Linked DNA regions of Mus musculus: all the other regions are linked to region 1. A link is a contact called in public promoter capture Hi-C data. All regions are on one chromosome and are shown on one strand. Each heading gives the region's core, a stretch centred on a gene start, on an enhancer-like site or on the middle of the called end of the contact. The rest is flanking DNA. Distances are from core to core; before and after follow the strand shown. Region 1 holds the start of Cep250 (centrosomal protein 250). Region 2 holds the start of Tgif2 (TGFB-induced factor homeobox 2). Region 3 holds the start of Dlgap4 (DLG associated protein 4).

The links. Promoter capture Hi-C pulls out the DNA fragments that hold promoters and counts their contacts.
Region 2: a promoter capture Hi-C map of pre-B cells shows a contact between it and region 1, with 2.0 times the contacts expected there. The contact joins the promoter of Tgif2 here to the promoter of Cep250 in region 1. A contact is called at or near these places in 1 of 39 promoter capture datasets (pre-B cells) and 1 of 115 datasets of contacts at active chromatin or transcription factors (bone marrow-derived macrophages).
Region 3: a promoter capture Hi-C map of second pharyngeal arch cranial neural crest shows a contact between it and region 1. The contact joins the promoter of Dlgap4 here to the promoter of Cep250 in region 1. A contact is called at or near these places in 1 of 39 promoter capture datasets (second pharyngeal arch cranial neural crest) and 1 of 115 datasets of contacts at active chromatin or transcription factors (bone marrow-derived macrophages).

What each region holds. Positions count from the first base shown.
Region 1 is chr2:155,954,171-155,958,756 of GRCm38.p6, reverse strand. It overlaps Cep250 (centrosomal protein 250), which reads right to left and starts at 2,199. Exons shown (of 33, transcript NM_001130000.1): 1 at 2,100-2,199.
Region 2 is chr2:156,837,327-156,841,912 of GRCm38.p6, reverse strand. Tgif2 (TGFB-induced factor homeobox 2) reads right to left here and starts at 1,906. Exons shown (of 3, transcript NM_173396.3): 1 at 1,675-1,906. LOC115486128 reads left to right here and starts at 665. Exons shown (of 5, transcript XM_030252280.1): 1 at 665-731; 2 at 914-2,197; 3 at 3,377-3,495; 4 at 4,000-4,090. The coding sequence starts at 665. The coding sequence ends at 3,378. It overlaps Gm14230 (a long non-coding RNA gene), which reads left to right and starts at 3,824. Exons shown (of 2, transcript XR_003953756.1): 1 at 3,824-3,867.
Region 3 is chr2:156,611,177-156,615,762 of GRCm38.p6, reverse strand. Dlgap4 (DLG associated protein 4) reads right to left here and starts at 2,066. Exons shown (of 13, transcript NM_146128.6): 1 at 1,905-2,066. It overlaps Gm14169 (predicted gene 14169), which reads left to right and starts at 2,341. Exons shown (of 4, transcript NR_040372.1): 1 at 2,341-2,477; 2 at 2,567-2,818; 3 at 3,189-3,296; 4 at 4,536-4,586.

The DNA.
Region 1 (4,586 bases), core at 950-3,449:
ACTTGGGAGGCAGAGGCAGGCGTGACTATGTGTGACTTGTAACTACCTGGAGGATGCAAGGGTCTCTTCAACTTCTAATGCCCCCAGACACACATACAAAGCACTCATACATATGAAATAAAAATAAATAAAATCCCAAAAAAGAGAAAAAAAGATGAGCCAGGCGTGGTGGTGCACGCCTTTAATCCCAGCACTTGGGAGGCAGAGGCAGGCGGATTTCTGAGTTTGAGGCCAGCCTGGTCTACAGAGTGAGTTCCAGGACAGCCAGGACTACACAGAGAAACCCTGTCTCAAAAAAAAAAAAAAAAAAAAAAAAAGGAAAGGATGAAAGAAAAGTAGGATTCAGAAAATGGCAATGTAAGCTGGACATGATGGTGCACTCCTTTGATCCCTGCGAGTGGGAGGCAGGAGGTAGTAGATCCCTGAGTTTGAGGCCAGATTGCTCTTGCAGGGCATGCAAATTCAGTTCTCATCACATACTAACAGCTGCCTCTAACTCAGTTCCAGGAGGTCTACAGCTCTGATACCTGCATTTGTATCCACTCTGCTGCCCCCATACACATAATTAAAACAAAATTTTGTTGTTGTTTTTTGTTTGTTTGTTTGTTGTTTTTCGAGACAGGGTTTCTCCGTGTAGCCCTGGCTGTCCTGGAACTCACTTTGTAGACCAGGCTGGCCTCAAACTCAGAGATCCGCCTGCCTCTGCCTCCCAAGTGCTGGGATTAAAGGCGTGCGCCACCACACCCGGCTTAAAACTAAATATTTTTTACATGGGAGCATGGTTCCACAGGTAAGGAGTTGGCCTAATGATTCTAACCCACACGAAGGCTAAAGACATCTCCACAACGTCCTCTATAGCCTTCACGTGTCCACCAGGCGCAACTGGTTAGTAGCAAAGCGGAAATCAAAGTCTAATTCAATTCCAAATTCTATTCTCATTTCATTAGCTGCCAAAATCAAAAAATATAAAACTCACAGCACTGCAGAGCATTTCCTAAGGGGAATGAATTAATGACATCCACACCTGAAGCTTTCTGAGGTAATTTGAGCAAAATGTGACAATATGTTCCTGCAGCACAGGGTGTAGATGTACCAGTAAGACAGTGCAGAGCTGGCCTTGATTTTTGTTAAGAAAACTATCGATTTGGTAATATTATCAATCCTACTTCATAAGCTTTCTCAGGGCCCAGCCTAGACTCACAGGCCTGAAATCTCAACACTGACTGGCTGCATAAGACGCTGGGTTAAAAAAAAAAGCAGCCCTTTTATTGAAACGTGAGTTGCAACCCTGACCTCCATATCTTACAGGCTAACGTATAAACAGCAAACTAAAGGCAATCTAGTTAAGTCATAATATTCGTAGGGGGTTCTAGCTCATTGTGAAACTTGATTTATAAGTGCTTGTTTCTTCGTGCATAAAACGTGAATATACAGAACGCACACCATAGATCGCTGCATGGATTAAAGGGGCCTTTGTAGGTAATGCATTTAATAGAGCTGTCATCTTTCGACTATTCAGTAACTTTTTTTTAGTTACTAGTAGTCATCATAGGGCATAAGAGTTGAAAAAAAAGGACATGATTTCTAACAAGCCCAGAACAAGAAAGAGTGGCAGAACACTGACTTGGGCAAAGTTCGCAAAAGGCAAGAATCTGATCAGTTGAGCCTGGAGCAGGCCTCAAGAAAGATTTTTAAAGAAGTGATCTTTGAGTTCTGAAAAATCAAAGTTCTGATAATGGGGCAGTGGGCTGAGAGCGGACTTTCAGGGGAAGATCACATGCAAAGCCGTATGAGCACAGGGCGCTGCAAAACTCCCGGGTGCACGGAGCGTGATCCGCAGGGCGCGCAGCATCTCATCCCGTCAGCTCCGGGCTACGACAGTGGGCCACCCGAGTGTGAGGTTCTCTGGGCGGCGGCTGCAGCAGGAAACTGAGGCAGGCAGGCCCCGACCACTGGGACAGGTCCCAGCCCCTCTCTGGGCCCGGGGTGCCTCCCGGGATACAGGAAGCCGCTGTCCAGGCGACATCCCCGCGGGCGCCCAGGCCCTGGACCTCGGACCGTTACGCTCAGCGCCTCCCGCCTGCCCCTGCCCACCTCACCAGAGTCGGTTCCCGGGGATCCCGAAGCGCTCCGCAGCTACCGAGGCCGCTGCAGCAACCTGCAGGCCCGGCCTGGGGCCGCCCTCAGTCTGGAGGCCAGGCCCCGCCCGTCAAACTCCCGCCCTTTCGTGGGGAACCGCCCAGCCCAGTCCAGCCGAGCGCCGGGAATGAGTGCGCCGCTGCAAACCTCTCGCCATATTAAGTACTGGCAGCCAACTTACTAGAGAAGCCCAAAAGGAAAGGGGGGGATATAGTGAGACCAAGGTCGCTCTCCAAAAGTAAAGACAGTCACCGTCTCTGAATTCTAGCACTGAACGTTCTGAGGTGGAGAAGAAACACTCGCCCGTAAGCTCCCGCCTGTGGCTTCAGAGTTAAGTACTGCGCATGCGTGTAGCCAAGGTCTCGGTGCACCTGCGCACTGTCTCACCAACAAAGCCAAGTACAGTAACTGGGTGAAAGCACCTAGCTCCAGTTAAATCTGGGCAAACGAATGTCTCAGCTTTAGATCTTTACTGATCCTCCACGCAGCCCCAGGAAACAGAACATTCGCAAACAACTGTGTCGTTGGCTACTTTGTCCGGTTATGACTACCGCTACTTGACTGCGTTCCGCTAGGAACGGGGAGTTATTTTGATAATATATTGTACAATCATTATTGACGCATTTTCTTAGCATTGATTTTTTTCATTTATTTATTTATTTATTTTGGTTTTTCGAGTCAGGGTTTCTCTGTGTAGCCCTGGCTGTCCTGGAACTCACTCTGTAGACCAGGCTGGCCTCAAACTCAGAGATCCGCCCGCCTCTGCCTCCCAAGTGCTGGGATTAAAGGCGTGCGCCACCACTGCCCGGCTTTTCTTTCTCTTTCTCTCTTTCTCTCTTTCTCTCTTTCTCTCTTTCTCTCTTTCTCTCTTTCTTTCTTTCTTTCTTTCTTTCTTTCTTTCTTTCTTTCTTTCTTTCTTTCTTCCTTCCTTCCTTCCTTCCTTCCTTCCTCCCTCCCTCCCTCCCTCCCTCCCTCCCTCCCTCCCTCCCTTCCTTCTTCCCCTTCTTTCTTTCTTTCTTCCTCCCTCCCTCCCTCCTTTCTTTCTTCCTCCCTCCCTCCCTCCCTTCTTTCTTTCTTTCTTTCTTTCTTTCTTTCTTTCTTTCTTTCTTTCTTTCTTTCTTTCTTTCTTTCTTTCTTTTGTGTGTGTGTGAATTTTTTATTCATTTATATTAGTACACTGTAGCTGTCTTCAGACACACCAGAAGAGGGCGTCCGATCCCATTACAGATGGTTGTGAGCACCATGAGGTTGCTGAGAATTGAACTCAGGACCTCTGGAAAAGCAGTCACTGCTATATAACCCCTGAGCCATCTCTCCAGGCCAGCATTAAATTTTTATTTGATTCCCAGTTGGTTATAATTTTAGTAGAGACAAAACAAACAAATAAGCAAAAACAAAGAAATGAATCATCTCAGTATATACCAAGACACGAGGTGGGACTTGACACTTCGATTCAATTCCTGAAGACTCAGTAGACCAAAGGTGAAGCCAGGAATCTGCATTCTTGCAAATACCCCAGATGATTATGCACTATGGGAACTACACGAGACAGAGTCCTTCTTGGGCATCTGTGACTCTAGCACACAGTACAAGGCCATCTGATACAAAACAGATGCCCAGAAGTGTTGAGTGAACTAATTAATGTATAGGTGGTGTGAGGTGGTGTGAACATGAGAGAGCCAGACAGCTGAACAGTGGAGGCACACGCCTTTACACCCAGCCCTGGGGAAACAGAGGCAGGCAGATCTCTGAGTTAGAGCCTGGTCTACAGGAGGAGTTCCAGAACATTCTGAATTATACACGGGGTTGGGGGTTGGCGGGCAGGGAGAAGGGAAAGAGAGGAGAGAGCTAGGGAACAGAGATAAACACCCTATAGCTTTTTAAACGTTTTAGGTTTTTGGGGTTAGTTGGTTGGTTGGTTGGTTTTTCAAAATAGGGCTTCTCTGTGTAGCCCTGGTTGTTCCACCAAAGTGCTGGGATTAGAGGCAAAGACACCACTGCCAGGCAACAAGATAATTTTTGAGAAATAAAACTTACTCTATGTTTTCCCATCATGGTTTCTTGTTTCTTTCATAGAAATTCTGCCTTTTATTTACTGACTTATTGTTTTCACATGTTTCCTCTCTGAAATTTAAGTTTCATAAACTTGTGAGAGTGAGTTATTCTGAATGCTTCATGTATAGTCTCATAGGCATTGAGTAAGTATCCATTGAACTGTATAAGTCAAGTCATCCTCATAGTTTTTTTTTTAAAAAGTTGCTCTTTAAGCTCTCACCCTTCTTACTCTCATTTCTAGCCCTCCTTCTCTCCCTCCCTCTCCCCTTCTTTCCACATGGCCATGGCCAGCCTCTCTCTCTCTCTCTCTCTCTCTCTCTCTCTCTCTCTCTCTCTCTCTCTCTCTCTCTCTCCCTCCCTCCCTCCCTCCCTCCCTCCCTCTCTCTCTCTCT
Region 2 (4,586 bases), core at 657-3,156, 880 kb before region 1:
CAGCGCTGGCGGCGGGTGACAAGTTTACTCAAGGTTATCTTCACTTATTCCACTCTGGCTGCCTGCCAGAACCCAGTCTTCATAGTTTCCCTTCCAGAAGAGCACCCCTCCGCATGAACTTTCCCCACCTCTGGGTCCTGCACCCTAGGGTTGTCTGCAGGTTAGACACACACGCACACCAGCGATACCTCAATTTCCCTCCTGCAAGTTGAGCGCTGTTTAAATAACCGACCCGACCCACTGCTCACATCCCGCAAGTTCCCAGAGTTTTACAAACACACATAGCTAAATTTACACACTATACCTAGGACCAACGACTAGACTATCGAAACTAGCCCAACTCCTGCACCCGCCCACCCACGAACTCCAAGTGACCTGCCCACCCACGATCTCTCCGACCCAGGAGCACGCACGTCACCACACCGGCCATCCATCAGTTTTTTATACAACTGGGTTATTGGAGGCACCCCTTGGACACTGCACCCCATCAATCTCCTACACACTCCCACAACACCATCTGCAGCCACTCCCACAGGAACTTTCTGACAACTCGCCCAGCTCCAGATACAATCCCCCGGGCCGCACACTGAGGCTGGAGTTCCCAGCAGTTCACACAAAGCGCGCAGCCTCCCCCGCGGCCCAGACGCAACGGAGCACATGGCTCATGGGGCGCCGACGAATCCGCCGGCGCTCAAGGCACCCTCACTCAACTGTCCCCCACCAGAGTCACGGTGCGAGCAACAGCTCCCCTGTCGGTCCGCCACCCGGCGCTTGGGGGTTGGGGGGGGGGGACGACTTTGCAAGGAAAAAAAAAAAACTCACGTGTCCATTTTGGGACAGGAAAAAGTTTAGTTCCCAGCCCGTTCCCTGGTACTCCGCGCAGGGTGACTCTTGGGGCGCGGGGCCGCCGGAGCGTGCGCGCTCGGCTTTGTGCTCCGAACTCGGCCCGGAGGGGGAGGGGAAAAGAGGGGGCTGGGCTCCAACCTCCGCGCCGCCCCCCCCCCCCAACTCTGCGCCTGGACTCCATGTTGGCCGCCCCCCCTACATCGGGGACGCGCACAGCCCCCGCAAGACGCTCGGCTGCCCTTCGCCTGGTCCCGGGGTCCCGGCGCGCACAAACTTTCTCCGCGTCGCCAGCCCCACGCGCCCCACAGCCTTGGCCCGCCTGGGAGTGACAGATGCCTCGGAGACAGACTTTCCTTTGTTCCAAAGGAAAGGGGAACTCGCGCGGGCTCCCAAGCCCTCTCCGTCGGAGCCCCGCCCGCGGCCCCCACCTCCAGCTGTCACTCGGCGGCCCCCGGTCCCGCTCTGTCGCCGTGCGGGAGGGGGGGGGGCTGCCGGCGGTTAGCAACGTGCACTTTTGAAACCAAACAAACCCGCTCCCCGCGCGCTCACCCCGCTGCAGGGCACCGGCTGCCCTCTCCCAGAGGAGCTTTGGGAGCTTTGGGAGCCGAGCCCTCCCTCAAGGACCCCGAACAGCGCCCCCCCCGCCAACCCCGGCATTCCGCGCCAGCGTTCCGCGGTCCCGACTCACACACACCCCCGGGGCTCACACACCCACTGTCGCACGCGCCGGGACGACGCCCCCTCCCCCGCCCCGTCGCCCCAAGAAACTTTCCAAGTTGTCCGCGCGCCTCCTCCCGCGTCTCCAGCCCCTCGGCGCCCCGCACTCACCTTCCCTGGCGGCTTTCCGGCCCACGCGGCCTCGGTGGGGTGTGGGACCACCCGGCCGGGGCGGGGGGCACCGGGGGAACGCGCCGCGTACCTGCCGGGTCTGACACCCGCCTGACAGCTCGCGGCTGGAAAGCACCTCGCGACCTGACGTCAGATCCCCTCTCCTCCCATCCCGCCTGCCGCACCCTCCCCCACCGCCCCGAGGCAGAAACAAACTTTGTGCAGAGCGTGGCCAGCTACGCCCACCCTCGGGGGCGGGCCCGCAGAGCCAGGGGGCTTCGCCCCGCCCACGCGTCGGAGGGGGCGGGCCCGCGGCACCTCCTTCCTGCGCCCACCCACCTTAGGAATGCCGCATGGCCGGGGCCCGGGGCGGAGCGGTGGGACCAGGGCTCCCGGAGTCAGCTCCAGGGCAGGAAGTGGCCCGCTCCTCCTTTCAGAGAGTGTTTCCGGAGCGCCTACTGTGTGCTCCTCCATGGGGGTGGGGGCACTACCAGGCACAAAGGGTGCCAGTCCCCGTACCTTTGTAAGTTCGCCTCCTCCTCTGGGAGCTTGCCCTTGTGGGGATGGGGAAACTGAGGCTCAGTCGGCTCAGAGTAACTCCCAGGTGCTAAAGGACCAGTTGTTTTGTCCGCTCATAAGGCAAACGGCGCGGCGAAGACCACTTGGGATAAAACCCCAAGCCTAGCGCAGATGGTCGGCCAGGGGTGAGTACAGGCTGCACCCCAGGAGCGTGAGTGAGGCAGGCACCGTGTCGCAATTTGGAGGTGGCCGCATTTACTCGCTGGTCCCTGCCTTACCACGTGTGCCAGTGTCCTTTGGCCAGGTGGGTCTGATGATAGAGCCGAGCCTTTCCCTTGGTGGCTAACCCCAGTTGGAGAGGGTGAGGCTAGGCGCTTCCAGCGGTCCAGGCTAGGGTCATTTTACCTCAAGTTTTCCTTGCGTCCAAGTTCCCTGACTGTTTGTCTGTCTCTTGCTATCTGCATAAGTGTGGCATAGCCTAACTCCAGCTAACAGGCCTTTTCTGGGTTTGTGATCATATAGGCCCAGAAACCTGAGACCCACGTGCCAGAACCAACAGCATCCGAACAGTCTTCCCTGATTGTTATTTTTTTTAATGCTGTTATCTTCTAATCATTTTACTGTTGAGTTTGGGTCTTGGGTCAGACTTAAGAGTGGCGCACCTGCTGCAGCTAAGTGACAGAGACAACAGCTGTCATTGCTGCAGCAGACTCAAGCTTTTGTTTTTCGTTGTACTGTAGTCACAAAAACTTTGGCAACCAAAGTTAAGTTTTCCTACCAGAAGGCCCTAAGCCAGTCAGGATGCCGATTAAAAGCATCTTAAGGTGGGTTTCATAGAAGCCGGACTTGCCTGGAAATCCTTGAAACCAAGATGGCCATCCAAAATCAAAAACATTGCCCAGAACCCTCTTTTTTACTGATGGTGACACCAAGTCTCAGAGAGTTGGTCACAAGCAATTTCTTAGCCAAGTCATATTCCAGCCACAGACCTTTGAAAGAATGAAGGAGATGGGAAATCTTAGGTAAGAAAAGTAAAAACCAATTAGGTCTTGGCAAAAAGCAGGGACTGTCATATAGGTGTGACATGGAGGGAAAATAGAGGGATAGCCCAGTGAATCTGGAGATGTGCCCTGGATCTCATACGATCCAGGCGTGTGCAGCAGGTGTCTTTTCTTTGTGACAGGAGCCTCTGGTGGGCAGTCACAAGCCCACGGATTCCACCAGTGACCCCAGGCCTGCTCACATGAGTGACGCGTTCCTCCCCATGGCCAGCAGCAGAGCGGACTGAATGCTGGGTGACAGGTCTGGAGTCTCCCTGACCCGCTTGGCAGGATCCAGGGTTGGGGTGAGGGGGGCTCTGTGTCAGGCTGGCTCTGTGTCAGGATTTCACATAAACAACTTCCCTAGCCTAAATATACCATGAACTCGACAGTTGCCAGGTCTGACTGCTCTGTAAATGTAGTTTAAGCTCTGTGCATCTTCACCCCAGGCATTCCCACTCCTGGGTTCATGATCCTGGAGCAGCTGTGCATGAAGTTAAAGCTTGCATGAGAGTATTCTTCATACCGCTGTTCTGGAAAAGCCAAACGTCTAGGTGCCCTTCCTGGGATCTGGATGGTAACTGATAATCATGGAACCATACGATCCCGTAAATCTGTGTTCCAAGTCAGAGAGGTCTGACATGAGTTTATTTTCAGCTATAATATTCGGCCTAGAAGGGACTTTGGCCAGACGTATTGATAATCCTGACAAGCTTTTTCCAACTGGGGTTTGGTTTGGTTTGTAACAAGTCTCTCTGTTTCTCAGGCTGGCCTCAGACTCCGGTGCTCAAGGATATTCTTGCTTCAGGTTCCCAAATAGCACTGCACACTGCACACGTGAATCCCCATGCCTGATGGTAAGTTATTATTATTTATATTTATTTATTTATTGAGATGTGGGGGGTCTGGAATCCTTCTTGTACTTCAGCTTCCTGAGGCTGTTTTTCCTGCCACACCTGGCTCTCATCTAGTTTTGGTAGAGTCAATCTTCTCTAGCAAACGTGAACTTGAAATCCAGCACTATGGATACACACTACTGTTGTGGCAAGAAACCTTTCCCCCGTTCCCCCATACAGTAAGAAACTGCTGAGCGAGGTGGCTCAAGCTTTTAATCTCAGCACTTGGAGATGGAGGCAAGTCGATCTTTGTGAGCTCAAGGCCGTCCTGGTTTACACAGTGAGTTCCAGGCCAGCTATAGGTACACTGCGAGCTATAGGTACACTGCGAGCTATAGGTACACTGCGAGCTATAGGTACACTGTGAGACCTTGTCTCAAAAGAGAAAGCTTCAATGCTCAGATCTTCCATAAAACGGAAAAAAGGAACCCAGTGACTTGGAGGTTTTCTCAAAAGC
Region 3 (4,586 bases), core at 817-3,316, 660 kb before region 1:
TTTTCAAATCAATGAGTACTCATCAATTACAGTTGTAGGGGAGGGGCGAGACCCTGCTCTCTGCTGGGTAAAGGGCAGCGGACAATATCCCTCAGTGTGTAGGTACGCTGGCATTTATGAAGCCAGATGCCTGTGAGCCACAAAATCCTAACAAGATGCCAGTGGGTGCCCCGATACACTAGATACGTCACTGAGTCCTCTGAAAGCTCCCAAGTACACGTTCCACCCTCAGCCCCTGAGTGCTGCGCAGCCTTCCTTCAAAACAGCAAGTTCGGCTGCCAAGCAGCCGTGCGCCGGCCCGGGGCACAGCCCTCAAACCTGCAGCTCATCTCTGGCTGACACCAGCAGGATAGTCCTGGGTACCGGGTTCTGTAAGTCAGTCATCAGGCCCTGCCTACCCCACACTTTCTCTTGACTCGGGGCCCTGCCCACCTACCTCTCCAGTGCCCAGCCTAGCTCCACCTGGCCTAAATGGACGAGGGCTTCGCGGACACCACTCACAGGCACACCGGGCATTGCCCAGCTTCCGGAGAACCCACACACTCTATCCCACCCCAACCCCAATACAGACACAGGCACACACGCCTGCCCCACGTGCACAGACAGCATCGTCAGAAGCTACTGGGAACATACTCGGAGCTTGTTGAGCAGTCGCTGAAGCCCAGCTGAGGGGGAGGATGGCCCCCCAACCCGAGCCTCGGCTATCAGCCCGGAAGCCAGCTCTGCGGCCCCACCCAGTCCCGCTGTCCTTAACAGTCTGGCTCAGGCCCCTCGGACCACCCTTGGCCCAGGCAGCCCACAGTTTTCTATACCAGAGGAAGGGGAGAGAGGTAGCCACCTGAGGGAAGAATTCCACAGACTCCTCCAACAGGCATTCTGACATGGTCCTGTCTGGTGAAGCCACAGAGGCAGAGGGACCGGACCCTCCCCCACCGCACAGGAGGTGCCAAGAGTAGAGGCGGGGCAGTCCAGCCTCCTTAGGGCTGGGGACTGCAGCCCCCTCCCCCTCTGCATTTTCTACTTCCAAGCAGGTGGAGGTGCTGGGACATTCCCCCCCCCCCCATCAGCACAGTCCTCCAAGCGTAAGGTTCCCCATCCTTTGGGTATCTCCGCCACAACTGGCCTTCACCCACCCACCTACCCACCACCCTTCCCCCATTTCATTTTCCCCCACAACATCAACAGTCGGTGACAGCCCTTTCCGCAACACAGGCAGCATAGAAGAACGCGAGAAAGGAGATGGATGAAGGGCTGGATGGGGAATCCGACAAGGCAAGCTCTGCCCAAGGAGGCCCAGGGACCATCACTTGCCCAGGTAGCACATGTCCCCTCCCAGCAGGCCCTGCACATCTGGACCCAGCTGGCCTCCGCAGCCACCTGGTCTATCCTCCACCCGCTCTGTACGCGAACCCCCGTTCCCGCGGGGCGCCGCACGTGGGGGCCTCCCGTGGCCATGTGAGCGGCCCCCCCACAGCCCAGGTGCCAGGGTCGCTCGGCCCCTCCCGGGCAGACGAGCGCTCCGGGGGCGATGCGGCGCGGGGTCGCCCGCCCCCTCCCCGGATGCCCGGTCCCGGGGAGATCCCGGGAAGGGAGTACGAGCGTGCGGCAGGCTGAAGGCAAGGAAGCCCCGGCCGCCCGGACACGCGGCTGGGAGGGGGCTGCCGCTGCCAGCCGCCTGCGGATGGAGGGCCGGGAACCGCTCCTGCGCCCCGGCCAGGGAAGGGCCGACAGCATCGGAGGGGCCGGCCCGCGTCGGTCCCCAGGCCCGGGCGCCACTGCCCGTCAGAGGATCCGGGAGACCCCGTCGCTGAGCGCATCTGTCCCGGGGTCTGCCCGCGGCTGGGGGCTGCCCCCGATCTAGCCTCGGAGGAGGGTCTTGACGCGTGCCACCCCCGCGCGCTCACCTGCGCCCTGCGCTCGACCGCCTCGGTCCACTCGGCCTCTGCGCTGCGCCCGCTCCGCTCGCTCGCTCGTTCCGCTCGCTCTAAGCTTCGCTCGCCTAGGCCCCGGCCCCGGCCCCGGCCCGCGGGCGCCCCATGCCTCTCCTCCGGCCGGCGCGGCGCCCCAGATGCGGCTGCGGGAGGAGGAGCCGCGCGGCCCCGGCTCCCCGAGAGCGGCGGGGAGGGGGCGGGGGGCGGGGAGACGCGCGCGGGGGAGGGGGCCGCGCGGCTGCGCCCAAAACCAGGCGCGGATCAGGCCGGGGGCCCGGGGCTGCGGGGGACCGCGGGGGCCGCTCGGGGCCCGGCGCGCCACCCCCGCCGCCCGCCCGGGGAAGGGAAGGGGAGGGGAGGGGCACCGCGGCTGCGGACGCTGGGTGTGTAGCGGAAAGAGCGCTTGGGAATCTGCGACCGATCGTCCAGAGAGGGCAGACTACCGGAGCGAGGTTACACAGCGCTGGCCGCGGTGGCGCGCGAACTTGGAAACCTGGGTTATTGAGTGGGTCGGCAGGAAGGTGTTTTGGCTGCGTTCACTGTGGGGTAGGAAAACTGAGGCACGGGAAAGATGCGGCTGGTCTGGGTCTCGCTGCGGGAGTCAGGCTTCTTCTCACCCCTCTTTCTCCCGTTAGGGTTCTTGCCTCTAGGATCGGGTGCCCCCTCCCGGTGACCCGCTTCCTGGAGAACCCTTGTTTTGGGCAGCAGTACCTGGCTGGCTAACGCATCTCTGGAATTCGTGGCCGGGCACCTGTCCTCCCTCTCACGGGGGCTCTGTGATCACGGACCATAGTCCGTGCTTCTCCCTGAGCTCGTTTTTCTACCCGCACAATCGGGACCACATAAGCATCTACCTCCTTAAGAAACCGAAGAGATAAAGAATAGAGGTAAGCTCTTCGTACTGGATCATGGCATTCAATAGGTGTCAAATGGATGTGCCTCCTCCCCTGGCTCCCACACAGCTGTCCCTGGAGAATACTAGGTATGCAACTGAGGCTCCTCCAGGCCTCTTTCTTCTCTTCCACTGCCTGCCCACCCTCCTCACATCTCTACCCCACTATTCTAGTCCTAGCCTCTCCTCTTGCCTGAGCCTGCAATGCCCTCCCACCATCTCTCAGTGACAAACTCCTACTCATCCCTCAAGACCCAGAGCAATTTCATGTACCAGCTTCTCACACTACTGGCCCACCCATGCCTCCCTTCAAAAAAAAAAAAAAAAAAAAAAAAAAAAAACAACCAACCTTCCCTTTCTCCCAGGGTTTGTGCTGTTTGGACTCCCACCAACTACAGCTACTGGCCCAGAGGAGATCTGCCATGACCCATGCTGCAGGAATTGGCTTCCTGGCTAAGATAGGCAGAGGAAAGGTCAGTTTGGAGTCCTAGAGGAGGGTGAAGGGCAGGAGAGGAGGGACTGTAGGTTCAGGCAGCTGTCACTGGAGAGGAACAAGGTCCCTTCCCTTGGGTAGCTAAGAAGACCTCTATGGATTCGGAAGCCTCTGGCAGGGCTGAACAGTGGCCTTGCACTGTGTAGCTGGCTAAAATGAGCAGGTGTCGACCGGCCTCAGAAAAGGGTTTCAGGGCCTTGTTCACCGAGGCTTTACAGCAGCACTGACTATAAGTGAAAAGCTGATCACAGTCTAAACAGCCGTTTGTCTGGAGCCGGGTAAAACAGTGACCACAGAAGGCTGTCCCCATGCCACAAGCCTCAAACATCTGTTAGGACGGGTCACAGAGCCACACTTGGCTTGTGAGGACTCAGAGATGGATTTCATGACTTGTGAGCTTCACCTGAATTCAATATGATCTTTAAAATAATAATAACATTAACAATAATAATAATAATAATATGTAATTGGATTTTTAAAAAAGCAAGTTGCAGCTGGAAGAATCGGACACATAGTTGGAAAACAGACAACATAAGGCTATGCATTATTTGGGGACACTGGCATATGTAATATAAGAATACACACAGGAGTGATGAATAGCAGATTTTGACAAGTAGTGGCCCCGAGGACAGGTGATGGGAGTGTGGTAGAGGCTTCAGTGTCCCTGAAACAGTGTGCAGTCTCAAGTGCCTGTTGTGCTGTTATCTAGACATTTGTAAACCAGATACATTTATATTGTGATAATACTTCTTGTTACAAGTCAGGCAGTGTCTAGGAAGGGAACAGGGAGTGGATGCGATACTGGTTCTTGAGCAGGGTTGTGGCGTGGACAGTGACTGGGAGAGACAGGAAAGGCCAGAGAGGCTGCTGGGGCTGTGCAGGGAAGAGGTGGGAAGGGGAAGACTGGAAAGAGGAGAGAGACTGAGAGAAAGAAACCACAGGCATGCTTGCAGAGGTAGGGGTCACAAGCCCACATGGCCACAGACAGGGCCTGCACAGGGCGTGAGTTCGAGTTACAGGGGTCTGCTACCCTCTGCACCAGCAAACTGTCACCCTAAAAAAGATGTCCCTATGAGGCCATGTCTTCTGGTTTTGCTGAGAGAAGCTAGCAATTCGGACATTTTAATTCATCTTTAGTTAATATACAAAATAATGGGCTCATGATGACATTAAACATTATCTCTCTGTACCTCCCCTCCTCCACCCCTCCCCTTGCCAGCCTCCTACTTCCTCTCCTTTCTGCTTTCATGTCACATACATATAATGTGCA